2 separate regions of the Pan troglodytes genome follow, and region 2 is linked to region 1. A link is a contact called in public HiChIP or PLAC-seq data. All regions are on one chromosome and are shown on one strand. The core of a region is the stretch at or near the end of the contact, and the rest is flanking DNA. Distances in the headings are between cores, read along the strand shown.

Region 1 (3,700 bases), core at 729-3,228:
CAAAATTCCACTCATACCTCTTTGCAACACTGCCCACTTATGTAGTCATCACATATTTATTGGGTCATTGTTATTTAGGAGTACACTTCTGGGCTAGACACTTAAAAACAAATCAGATACAGGCCCAGGCTTTGCGAGAATCCTTAGACAAAAGCAGCGTAATTGCCACAGTAAGAATATGGGCATAAAAATTACTTTAAGTGACTTTCTTCCAAGTAGCTCAAAGCACTTTGCTTTAAATTCCATTTATATCTGATGACTTCCCAATTGATATTTCAGGCCCCAACCTGTGCCCAGAGAACTCTCAATGGGTATACCAAACAGCCTCCATTTGAATATTGAATTGGCTTGTCAAACTTGTCCCAAACTTGCTCTACCCCATCTCAATAAATAACAATTCCTTGCTTCCAGTGTTTCCACCCCCAAACCCTCTCTTCTCTTCACACCTTTCATCTAATCTATCAGCAAAAATTGTCAGCTCTGTCTTCAAGAAACATCCAGAATGCTCTCCATCTCTGCTACTGCCTCTCTAATCTATCAGCATCATCTCTAGCTGGACTGTAACAAACTGCTCTCCTGTGTTCCTCACTCTCCCCCCACTTTTTTCTACAAAGTAGCCAGAGTAATTTTTTCCTTTATTTTATTTTATTTTATTTATTTATTTATTTATTTTTGAGACGGAGTCTCGCTCTGTTGCCAGACTGAAGTGCAGTGGCGCAATCTCGGCTTGTTGCAACCTCCGCCTCCCGGTTTCAAGCCATTCTCTTGCCTCAGCCTCCCAAGTAGCTGGGATTACAAGCGCGCACCACCACGCCCAGGTAATTTTTGTATTTTTAATAGGGACAGGGTTTCACCATATTGGCCAGGATGGTCTCCATCTCCTGACCTTGTGATCCGCCCACCTCAGCCTCCCAAAATGCTGGGATTACAGGCGTGAGCCACCGCGCTGGCCCAGAGTGATTTTTTTTTTTTTTTTTTACGGAAAAGCCAGAGTATGCTACCTCTCAGCTTAAAGCCCCCAGTGCTTTCCCAAAGTCCTTTCAGTGATCCATAAGGCCCTAAAGCCCTTGCCTCATGCTTCTCTGACCTCATTTCCTATTACTCTGCTCCTTGCTCTTCTGGTCCAGCCACAACAGGTCTTCCTGGTCATTCCTTCCTGTAGCCACTGCACAGCTCATTCCCTCACCTCTCCTCCGATAAGCTGACTAAATGTTCCCTTTTCACAGAGGCACTCCCCATCACCTGACCGTGTTTCAATTTTCATCATAACACTTATCACTTCCTGACATTTAATATGTTTGCCTATTGTTGCTCTCCTCCCTCTAGAGTATAAATAAACTGCAGGAATAGATTGGCAGATAAGATACACGATGCTCAGTTAAACTTGCATTTCACATACACAATGAATAATTTTTTAGTGTGAGGATGTCCCAGATGTTGCATGGGATGTCTTAATGCTAAAAAATTGTTTGCTGTTTCTCTGAAATTCAAACTTTACTGGGTGTCCTACATTTTTATTTGCTAAATCTGGCAACACTATACAGGAAGACAAGGACCCTGGTTATTTTGTTCATGGCTGTATCCCCAGCGCTAGAACAGCTCCTGACACGTAGTAAGTAAGCTCTCAATAAATATTTATTGACTGAATGAATGTGTTAATTAATCTGAAACGCGCCTAAACTTTTAACAGCCTGTGTGAGAGTCAGAGAGGCGGAGCCTTCAGACTTGGTTAGTCCAGGGGGCCTGGGCGGCTGATGAACTTTCGAAGTAGGTCGAGCAGCCGGGCGCTTAGCCTGCCCCGCCCGCGCTCCGCAGGATGCAGGACTCCACCCGGCTCAGGTTCGCAGCAGGTCCCGGAAGCCCTCCTGGGGGCGGGGCCACCCTAATCGGCAGGTGGGACCCAGCCCCAGCCGGGGCAGGGCCCCTTTAACGCCCGACCTCTCCGCCACGACTTTCGCCCCGGCGTGACGTCACCCCAGCGGGCGACCAATGGGAGTGCGGCTTACTGGCAGGCGGCGCAGGCGGCCGCTGCCAAAGGGGAAGTGATCTGGGGCTGGAGCGATGGCCCGGGGCTGGAGCTCGCGGCCGCCGCCGCCGCCGCCGCCACCACCAACGCCAACAACAACGTGTCGGGAGCAGCCGCGGCCGAAGCCGGAGCAGGGGCCGGAGTCGCGGCTGGAGTGGGGCCTGCGCGTGTGAGTGGCCGAGAGTTGCCCGTGCCGGAGACCTCAAACTCCGGGCGGGAGCGCTTTCGGTCGGCGGAGCCGCCGTCGCCCGCGGCACCGTGTCCCCAAGGCCCAGACAGCGGGGCGGGGGTCTAGCAGGCGCGGGACTGGCTTCTCTCAGGCCGACCCTTCGAGCCGGGCTCCGGATCTTCCTCGGCCTCGGGCCCCCTTCACGTTCAGGACGGAGGCCGGAGAACGGTGATCATCACACACCCCAGCCGGCTTCCTGGCCCGGGCATTTTCTCTGCGGCCAAGCAGTGTTTGGATTGTAGCTGCTGGGAGCCCCCTCCTGCCGCCACCTCTCCTGCAAGGAAGGGACTGACGCGTTCCCACTTTCTTACTCTGCACCTCCCCACTCTCTTCCCATTCAAGAACGAGTTTCTCTTCCCTCTCCATTGGAAATCCTGCTCCGGAGGTCCAAAACACGTATTTTAAGCGTGCCCTTCCTCACCTCCTGGAGCACCCTTAGAAGTATTGCCTACTTATCCGGGCTGAGAATCCTTCATTTTTGACCTGGCTTTTTTTTCGCCCTTTGGGAGATAAAGGTCCCTCTCCACCCTCTACTAACACTCTGCACCCAAGGCCTTATCCTTTGGGGTCACCAGCTCCTTAGCCATTTCTATGTGATTTCCCCCACCCATCTGAGTTCCAGTTTCCTCTGGGCTCCAATCTCCAGTCCCTGGCGGATCTGGTCAGTCCCACCCCTAGGTGGGAGTGACCAGGGGGCTCTGGCCCAGGATTCCCAACCCTGGAAGGCAGCTCCAAGGCAGGAAGAGAATTGGGCGTCGGGTACGAACCTGGCAGCTCAGGAGTCGGGGCTCCACTCACCCCACACAAAAAGATGAAAAAGCGCAAAGAGCTCAATGCATTGATTGGTTTGGCTGGGGACAGCCGGAGAAAGAAGCCCAAGAAAGGCCCAAGCAGTCACCGCCTGCTTCGCACTGAGCCTCCCGACTCAGACTCTGAGTCCAGCTCCGAAGAGGAAGAGGAATTCGGTGTGGTTGGAAATCGCTCTCGCTTTGCCAAGTGAGTAGTGGTGAAAGGTGGAATGGGAAGAAGGCATCTCCTTGCACTACCAAGGGGCCACATTGACAGGAAGGAGAAAGGAAGTCCTTAGGAAGAAAAAAGGGTGTAGGCCTTGGAAGTCAAAGAGGGAAAAACGGTTTTAGGGAGAAGGTAAGTTCAGATCCTGAATGAAGAATAAGTTAGAGATCTGTCTTTAGGTGTAGAAAGAAAAGCTCCAAATCTGAGGTGGAAATGTGGACTTGGAGAATGTGCCAAGAGCCCAGGGAGTCCTAAAGAAGCAAAGAATGGAGACAGAGGAGCAGAGAAGCTTTGGGGACTAGACTTTTTAAAACAGTGTAGAACAAAGGAGAAGCAGAGACTTTAAGACTGCAAATTATTTCGTTTTTGCACTCTTGATGAGTCTGAATATTGGTGGTGGGGAAATATGGTGAGAGAGATACTGTAGGAAG
Region 2 (3,700 bases), core at 572-3,071, 320 kb after region 1:
CCCTATAGTCCTGCCACAACCCCCTCACCGAGATGGTAGAGATAGTGATCAATAAATACTGACGGAACTCAGAGACCAGTGCTGGCGCGGGTCCTCCCTATACTGAGCGCTGGTCCCCTGGGCCCACTGTTCTTTCTCTATACTTTGTCTCTGTGTCTTATTTCTTTTCTCAGTCTCTCGTCCCACCTGAGAGAAATACCCACAGGTGTGGAGGGGCTGGCCCCCTTCAACATGCAAGGCTACACCCTGGGCTGGCATGCAAGGTGCCTTCCTCATATCTCTCTCCTGTTCCTCTCCATGAAAGTGTGGCTGAAGAGTGCAGCGGGCACCTAGGTTCTAGTTCCAGCTCTGCCCCAACTCAAAAATCACTTGCGGAACATCTGCTGAACACAATTTTCTGTGACTCTTTCTGTCTCCCACCCAGGCACACCCTCTTGAATCCTGCGGTTCCCAACCTGGAAAGCCTTCCCACCTGTCAGGTCCCACAGATACAGCAAGCCCTCCCTCTCTCAGCACATAAGAAGGCTTTAACTGGGGTCAGTGTTTCACACACCCAGAGGAAAAGCCCCTCTTCAAGCCACGTCTTCCAAACCCTCAGCCAGGCCCTTCCACGCCTCCAAACCCACATACTGAGGTGATCCAAAGGCAGCGCAGGGAGAAGAAAAGCTTGTTGACAGACCACCCACGGAGGGCTGGAACTAAACCTGCTCATGGAAAGGGCTTGCCAGGGGTTGGACACCACAGCAGGAGCCAGAGAGACTTCCCTTCTAGCCTGGCTTTGCCAAGATCTCCCTGTGCACTTGGCAGGTTTCTTTCTGGCTCCCTCTTAGGATCCAAATGCACAAATCAAGAAGCTTGAACTCGGCCAGGCGCGGTGGCTCACGCCCAGCACTTTGGGAGGCCGAGGCAGGTGTATCAACTGAGGTCAGGCGTTTGAGATCAGCCTGGCCAACATGGTGAAACCCAGTCTCTACTAAAAATGCAAAAATTAGCCAGGCGTAGTGGCGGGCCCCTGTAATCCCAGCTACTGGGGATGCTGAGGCAGCAAGAATCGCTTGCACCCGGGAGGCGGAGGTTGCAGTGAGCCGAGATCGCACCACTGCACTCTTGCCTGGGAGTCAGAGCGAGACTCCGTCTCAAAAAAAAAAAAAAACAAAAAAACCCAAAAACTCTAAGCTCTCCAGATCCCCTTGGCCATTACACTCTGCGATTCCAAAGTCCTCAACCCCTGGCATCCCACTGGTTGTCACGCTTGCGTTTTCGCATTCCAATAGGCAGCAATCCTGAGATTCTTTGGCACAAAGCAAAACTCCTCTTTGACCCAGTGAGGGAAAGGCCTTCCACCACCTGCCTTGACACTACCGTTTCCTTTCTTCCCCCGTGCTCTACCTGGCTCAGAAAGTGCGGAATATCTTAGGGCAAGGAGAGATTCTGGAGAGTTACACATCTGCTCTGCCCGCCCCATCCCCTGTCCCTCGGCGGGTCCGGCGGCTGAAAGTGCCGCTGCGAGTACCCTCAGGCCGCGCCCATCCCATTACGCTCCGGCAGTCACCTGGAGCCGGAAGCGCTGCGCCGCCCTGTCCATGTTCTCCAGGCCCGCTTGCTGCCTCTGTCGCGCCCGGACCACCGCGCCCCGCGCCGTCCGGCGCCCGGACCAGCGCAGGGCCACGGCCGCCGCCACGAAGCAGCAGGCCAGAGCGACCCCGGAGGCCCCAGGCAGCGCGGCCCACAGCTCGTACTGCACCATGATCCCTTCAGCCTGCTGCTGCCTACCGCGACATTTGAAGCCGCCGCACGCGCAGCCCGCCCGCTCCGCCGCAAAACCCGGACTGGATCAGCCGGGATCCCACGCCCGCCGGCGCGGGGAAGCGCGCCAGAGCCTAGAGGCTATCAGAGGCGGCCCGCCTGGCATCGCCCCCAGCGACATCCCGCTCCCCGCCAAGCCGAGCAGGCGGGTGGGGAAGGGCGACTGTTTCGCGTGGGCGACCTCCCAAGCTTGAGTTTAGCACCGGTTGGGCACCACAGCCCCGGCCGGCCTCTGCCCCCTGCACCCCAGAGCCCCAAATGCTGAAGACTGCGCCCCAGCCGGAGCCCCATGCCAGACATGCCAGCTGTTAGATATGAGTTCTAAATTTATCTTAAAAGAATCAATATGTCAGTATCTTCAATTCTTTGCCTTCTACTTTTAAACTTAACTTCCTCATAAAGCAACATTTTTCGATTACCTGCTCCTCCCTCACTCATTCTTCACCGTGGTTCATTCCGATTTCCTGCTCTGCGGTAACCATTTTTCCCGCCAAACCACTCACCCCCTCACTGTCTTTAAATTAGCCAATCGGAATTAGTTTAGCCTATAGGTCTAACCCTAGCCAACAGGGGAAGGACACAGCATCAGGAATCACGTGGGTCAGGCATAAGAACCACCTTCCCCTCCCTTGTCCAGGTGTGCGCTCACCTTTGCTCCGTCTGTGAGGGCGCACCCTTCTATAGAAGTAAATTGCCTTGCTGAGAAGAAAAAAAAGAAAATTTTATATTCGAATGCTATTTCTTTTGCGTCACTGGGGGGAAACTTTATTTATAACAATTTGGGGGCTTGCTCGTGATTACATTCCCCTTCAGGGGCAGTCTCTGGTTCTCTCTCCTGAGGAAGTATGCCCCACCCTCTTGTGATGGCCTCAGGGGTGAGAAATCAGGACTCACCCAGTGCAAGAAATAACCTGAGCTCTCAGCAATGCGAAAAGAAACCAGCAGGCAACCTAGGGTAAAGCATCCTCACACACTGCAGAGACAACTCTGTGCACAGACAAAGGAAGAAGCCGAGGGAGCCGGTAAGGTACTTCCTTGGTGGTCAAATTCTGGAGGGCTAAATGTGTGTGTGTGTGTGAATGATCACAAACAACCCTACCTGTGGTGTTGTTCGTGTGGATGATGGCAAGTCCTACTGCTGGACGGAGTGAGTGGGTCCTCTCCACGTTTCCGTAGCTACCTCATATGGCTTAGGGAGGATCCTGCGGTGGGATTTCTACCGGAATGCCAATGCTGAGGGGGGCCTAATTCTCCCTCGGGGGAGCAGCCAGAGAGGACAACACGAGTGGGAAGTCTGCAAAGGACCTTCAGAGGGGGAAAGGGAGGAAACAGGTCAACCTTCCAGGGCAGCAAGACAAGACACCCCCTGGTTTAAGGGGTTGAGGCTTCCAGGAAAGCAAGGCAAGACACCCACTGGTTTGAGGGGTTGAGCCTTCCAGGGCAGCAAGGCAAGACACCTCCTAGTTTGAGGGGTTGAGCCTTCCAGGGCAGCAAGGCAAAACACCCCCTGGTTTGAGGGGTTGAGCCTTCCAGGTCAGGCAAGGCAAGATACCCCCTGGTTTGAGGCGTTGAGCCTTCCACAAATTTCAGGGGATCAAAAACCTCACACAAACCTCCGGTAGTAAGAAAAATATTCAGAATTCCCCTTTCCTTTCTTCTGGGGAAGAAAAAGTAGCTGCACTCCTGACGGTCCCTTCCCTAGGGGAAGGGGAAGGAGAGGGGAGAACAGCAGCATAAGCAGCTGGCAGAGGCAGGGAAAGACCAGCAGAGAGGAAAGAGAAACTGGGAGAGGAAGTTGGAGAGAAAGAGAGAGGCAAAGAGAGAGAAAGAGAGGCAGAGAGAGAAAGAGACAGAAAGAAGCCAGGCGTGGTGGCTCATGCCTGTAATCCCAGCA

The links. HiChIP or PLAC-seq counts read pairs in DNA pulled down with a chosen protein or histone mark.
Region 2: a contact with region 1 is called in an H3K4me3 HiChIP or PLAC-seq map of stem cell-derived excitatory neurons, with 5 times the contacts expected there. The contact joins the promoter of FAAH here to the promoter of EFCAB14 in region 1. A contact is called at or near these places in 1 of 7 Hi-C or Micro-C datasets (stem cell-derived neural progenitor cells) and 1 of 1 datasets of contacts at active chromatin or transcription factors (stem cell-derived excitatory neurons).

The regions. Positions count from the first base shown.
Region 1 is chr1:184,240,935-184,244,634 of NHGRI_mPanTro3-v2.0_pri, forward strand. It overlaps EFCAB14 (EF-hand calcium binding domain 14), which reads left to right and starts at 1,979. Exons shown (of 9, transcript XM_016962440.4): 1 at 1,979-3,251. The coding sequence starts at 3,067.
Region 2 is chr1:184,565,480-184,569,179 of NHGRI_mPanTro3-v2.0_pri, forward strand. It overlaps FAAH (fatty acid amide hydrolase), which reads right to left and starts at 1,822. Exons shown (of 15, transcript XM_001161208.4): 1 at 1,553-1,822. The coding sequence starts at 1,747. The region is part of intron 7 of NSUN4 (NOP2/Sun RNA methyltransferase 4); the gene reads right to left.